2 separate regions of the Gasterosteus aculeatus genome follow, and region 1 is linked to region 2. Evidence: chromatin contacts called from public Hi-C data. All regions are on one chromosome and are shown on one strand. The core of a region is the stretch at or near the end of the contact, and the rest is flanking DNA. Distances in the headings are between cores, read along the strand shown. Region 1 holds the start of LOC120833384. Region 2 overlaps LOC120833385.

The links. Hi-C and Micro-C count contacts between places; a contact is called where the count stands out from the background.
Region 1: a Hi-C map of whole body shows a contact between it and region 2, with 5 times the contacts expected there. The contact joins the promoter of LOC120833384 here to the enhancer-like site in region 2. A contact is called at or near these places in 3 of 6 Hi-C or Micro-C datasets (liver, skeletal muscle and whole body).

What each region holds. Positions count from the first base shown.
Region 1 is chr15:10,899,419-10,902,259 of fGasAcu3.hap1.1, reverse strand. It overlaps LOC120833384, which reads right to left and starts at 1,438. Exons shown (of 2, transcript XM_040200449.2): 1 at 1-1,438. The coding sequence starts at 378.
Region 2 is chr15:10,833,821-10,836,520 of fGasAcu3.hap1.1, reverse strand. All of the region lies in intron 1 of LOC120833385, which reads left to right. Among protein-coding and RNA genes, the nearest start is that of LOC120833218, 13 kb to the right of the region's middle. Within about 2 kb of position 1,405, at least 1 of the 9 cell types and tissues checked has open chromatin away from gene starts, as enhancers often do.

The DNA.
Region 1 (2,841 bases), core at 189-2,688, 66 kb before region 2:
CTCGGTTCGCAGCCGAGGGGCCGAGCTGACCTCCTCTTCCTCCTCGCCCCGGTGGCACAGTCCGTACGTTTTGGATCTGATGACCGTCTTCTTCGCGTGGTTTGTCTTCACGGCGGATCTCTCTCGATCCTCGCGGTCCGTGAGGAAGGTGTCCATCCCTCCGTCGTCCTCCCCAGAGAAGTCCGAGTCGTGTCCATCGCTGTGGCGGTCCGGCTGCGCGCGGTTGCGCGCGTTGCGCAGAATCGCACCGACTTCGAGGGGCTTGAACGAACGGCGTTCCTGTACGGAGGGAGTGACGCCCACCGTGGTTTTGGTCACGTTCACCTCGCTGACACACGCGGGTGTCACCCTCTTCCCCCGGCTCGTGCCGCTGCCCATGGCCGCCCGTCTGGCTTCTTTCGCGGTTCTAACGGCAAAGTCCCATTTCCAAACGCCTCGTGCGAACCATCTATCTTCCCCTTGAACTATAAGCAACAAAGATCCTGGCAGTGTTGAAGGTCAGTTTTCAAGAAGGTCAACGTCGGAAAGGCAGCTCGTCGGTGTCCCGCCACCTTTCCACAGGCGCACAGCGGGTAAACTTTCTGGTGACTCCACATCAGGATGAGGCGCAGCGTAATACTTACGCAACACCCGTTTGGCGCAGGAGCGCAGCGAGAAAACTCCTCCTTCTTATAGACGGAAACACACGCACACTTTCTTTCTTTTATATAGTTAATAGTAACTACCGCCTTTTACGTCTGGATCTCTCAAACTACTTGATTACTGCATTTAAGTATGTAGCCATTCCCAGGACACGGAATAAGGATCGGGCCCGTGTGACCATGAAAAGGCCAAAAGCAGCCAATGAGTTTGATTCATCAGTATCACATCAGCAGCAATGAGCAGCCTCTGGCCGCTCTGTGTTCAGCTAATAGATTTTATTGAGGCCAGTGAGGAGTGAGTGAGAGATCCTGTCCGCCCGCCGTGTCCAGGAGCCCCCCTCCACCTCAACGGGCCCTCCGGTGACTAATTAGGACTCCAAGAGAAAAGGACATTCCTTTCCAACAGCTCGGGCTTCCCAGAGATTCCTCAATAAGCTTTTGTTTGATCCACTTGTACATACAAAGGACACAGCAGGAGCATCTCGCTGCCAAAGCAGCACCCAATAGTTCACCAGAGCAAAGGAGCTGTCCGCTATCCTTCATTAAGGGCTCTTCCCCTCTCGTCTCTTGCTTGTGTGTTTGCAGTGTGTGTGCGCGTGAGTCGCACAGCTGTGCAATCTGTTCCCCGTTGAGGGCGACCAAGTCAAAGAAACCTGCTTTTAAACAACTGTCATTTTGTAAAGTGTGAATGTGAGAGGCAAACAGACGAATGAGCCTGCGTGTACGCAGCTTTTTGATTTCTTTTTGAGAACATGTGCAAGATGTCTGGGAATCCTTCCAATTAAACACCTCGTCTTCATTATAAGCCCATTGTGTTATCCTGATTATTTCAATATGAATATATGTGTCAAACCACTTTTTAAAAATGTTTTTTTAATAGGAGAACATCCTCGTCATTACGCAATTATTGCAATAACGTAAACTATTGCAATAAATAGATAAATAGTTTTGCACGTCCAAAAGTAAGAAAAGTCCTAATTGAAGTTAGTACCCAACACTTCCACCCCTTTATCTCTTGTTTGTGTTGTTTTTCAAACCTTTATTTCTGTTATGCTCTGCCTGTAACATTGTATAATTAGAAAAAGCACACGGCCACATCTGGAAGAAAACTCAACAGCTTCCAGACGAGGGGGAGGATCCGCCCAAAGAAGGAAGCCACAGCCCAGCTCGCTGCATAACTGTGGCGTCTCTGAATTAAAAAATATTCCTCCTCCCATGGACCACAAGTTCAGCCTTTGGTAAACCTTTTTTGTGCATCAAATCCACCAAAACCATGTGAATTTAAAGGATTGTGGGACAGTAGGAAAATGTGTGAGATGCTTTTACAAAGTATACGAATGCCCTCTGCTCTCTTTCAACAATAAGAAAGCATGTGTAAGATGAGAAATGTAAATTATTATGACTCAACTGCTCAATTGGAAGAGCAGCACATTAAACTGATTTGTGTCGTCCTTTAGTCGAAGACACTTTTCTGCCATATGTCAAAACTAAATCTCTCAAGAGCATTTAACAAGACAGCTGCCTGCTTTTAGGCATTCCAGTAAAACTGTCTGGGCCTCTTTCCCCACCAGGTAACATGAAGAACAACTAAATACCGACATAAACACTCACCACATCCTGTAGCAGTATAGTATGAGGCTCCATAAGGCTCCTTAGACCTAAACTCCAGGATGAAAAACTCTAAAACTGATCTGTGCTCCTCAATCGTTTCATCCAAAATGTCCTCTCTCTTTACAGACTTGATGCCACTACTTCTAAATGATATAATATAATGTACATTTCTTTCAATTTTCCTCAGAGGAGGAGACCACAGGTTCTTCTATTCATTGAGTCCCTGCAGATGTAATGTAATTAATGGAACCGATGAGCTGAGCTGAGACAGAGAGGCATTGTAACTCTGTGACATAAGGTTGCCAGGACAACAGTCAATGCAGTTCAACTGTGGTAAAAGAACCAGGGAATCCCTGTTTAACTTTGAGCTATCCCGCTTCATCAGCAGGATTAATACATATAAATTACAGTAAAGTTGTGTCGACGTTCAAAGGACGTCACAGAGAAGCACTTCTGACCTCTGCGGAGGGTTTGTGGGAAACTTTACACTGCTCCCAGAAAACCTTCAGACAATTATAATAACAGATCGAGTATCACTCCCATGAAGCGCTAACTGTCAGACCAACTTTTGTTATGATTCCATGATTTA
Region 2 (2,700 bases), core at 156-2,655:
TAAACATGAGATACTTTGTTCAGCGATTCTCTTACAAAACCACTGTGATACAACAGCACTTGACAGGAGGTTTTAAATAGATTTCAGCCTTTTAGATGATCATTTACACCTCAATAATATGAGAAATTATCATCATCACCAGATTACTAGAATTAGCTCGCGTTTTCTCACAGTTAGCGTGTTTCAAGGTGCATGAATACAGCAGGTTTAATTGACGTGTTGGTCCACATGGGGACGCACAGCTGTTGTTACAGGTTGATGACCGAGTTTTTGAGGCAGTGAGAGACTCGTCAGACCAACACTCACTTCTGTGTGTGTGTGTGTGTGTGTCTCAACTGCTTCTAAGCAGACTAATAAAAGGCCTGTTTGGACAGGATGGGCCTCTCTTTTTACACAGGACATTTTCATATGTCACAGCAGGAGAAGCACATGTATAATTAACGGCAGAATTCCGTTTTACTTCTTTATTTTTGGGGCCCCGGTGTTGTTCCTGCCGGCTCGCTGTCAAGGCTCACTGGGAAACTTCCATCACATCTGAGCCTCTGTTACTGGTGTCAGTATCACCTGTGTTTTTCCTATGATGGCAGCACAAAACGCCTGCAGCGAGGCCTCTTCAAGGTCAGCGTGATTCTCATAATGTGCTGCCTTTGCAACACTATTTTAATGAAAATTGTTGGGACAATGGTGATACGGCCTGAAAAGAGAAAACAGGACATTATACAAGGAAAGCCATGTCATCATAATACATGGCTGAGAAAGTAGTGATTTGAGCTCAAATACGGAGCCAAAGAGAATTTCCAACTCTGAAACCATTGATTTCCCTGGATAGATGAGTCTGGACATCAGGGACGGTAAACCAGGTATTGCACAAACCTTTAGGCAGCTGCGTTAGTTTAAATCAGATTGAGACGAAGCCCACAACAACACCGGTCCAAGCAGCCAACAGCGCAGAGAAGGTTGTGACGGTTGGGAAAATCAAAAGCTGTGTGCTTCCAACGATTGTGAGGAAGGCACAGCAGGCGTCTGCCTTCGCCGTGTCTTTCCCGTTACAATGTGTTCTCTTAGGAACATCTTGACATTTGTTCTCCTCAAGGACTGTATAGATGTTTTTTTTTGAGCTGATACACCCCCCCACCCCACACCCCTTAGTGCAGAAAAACAAGTTATTTGTTCTGATTTTGTCTTAACAGCCAATGCTTCAGTGCTTTTGTGGGTAGGTATACGTTTATCTGGGCTCTGCCTGTTTGTTCCAAAGCCATTACGCGGGGCACTTACTGGTGGCAATGTCCCACAGGAGGCAATTACGGTCTGTTCTATTTCACAATTACTGTGATCACCAGTGTAGGATGGCACAGCTCGAGGAACAGCTGGGACGAATACATCAAAGCGATGAGAGCAGAGCAGGTGAAAGGAGCTCCGCTGTATTGTCTGAGTATTGCACAGCTGGAGGCTGTGTGACTCAAGGAGGTGTGAAAGTGTGCGTTTCAAGAGCTTTCTCTGGGGTTGGTCAATGAAAGATAGTTGTTCACCATTTGATACACATCATTGAATGAGAGAGTGTTTATTTCGAATCCCATTCTTTTAAGACATCAAATAATAATAATAAAATGTAAATATTTTTTTCTCTAAATGGTCTTCCTTTGAATTACTTATTTCCCTTTCGAAAGATTCCTTAAATCAGTGTTTGTGTTAATTGCACCTTCCTCTTTTTCACGTGTGTAGTTTGATTCAAAACGGAAACGGAACATTTCAGACAGAAGGTGAATACAGGAATATTCCCACAGACAGTACGAGAAAGGAGCCCAAAAAACATAAATAATGTGTTTCACTAACGGTTTGTCACCAAACATTGTGTTAGTTGCTGTTTGTGATCAGACATTGTGTTAGTTGGAAATAAATATTGCTAATTGTTTCTCCAATATCTGAATCATGTTTGAGCTTATTCCACCTGTTTGTATTTATATGGTGCAAGGAGGAGTATTGTCCTCCAGCATTGAACGATCTGCCTCGGCCTTGCATTTGAAAACACTGTCTGTGGCTCCACCTGGCGGATCAATTGGAGTATTACATCATCTGAAAAGCATCCCCTCAATGCGGGCATTAGTTTGTTTAGACCAATGGAATATGGGTTTATCTTAAGTTAAAATACACAGAAAATTACACCTGCAGACAAAAGTATCAAAAGTGTTTACAGTTGTATAGTCAGTTACTTATGAGGGTTGTATGTCATACTCAGACAGATACAATAAACTTGGCTTGTAAATGTATTTCTGTAAAACTAAGAATGTTTCTTGGAGTGTGAATGAGCAAGCAAGACTCTGAGGTATTTTTAACATTGTTTATGAAAGAATGTTTTCCAGTCTCAGCGTGGTACGATCTCGTGCATTTCTCATGCTCAAACATGCCCATGAATTCTCTCACAAATCACACACAGGAAAGCATTCAGTTTCTTTAATAATAATAATAAATCACTTTGGCTGGCCACATCTGAAATATTAAATGCATTTTAATCAAGCACTGTGAAACAACCTGGTGTGCTGTAACTGTCAGGAAAGGAACACATTTTACTCCTTGCCGTAGGACTGTAAAGTGATTTTTTTATTCACATTTTAACGGTTGCTCTTTTTCTAGAAAACCAAATGCACCAAAGCACACATGCGCATAATGATAACACATTGGTGTTTAGCAGGTTCAACGTTT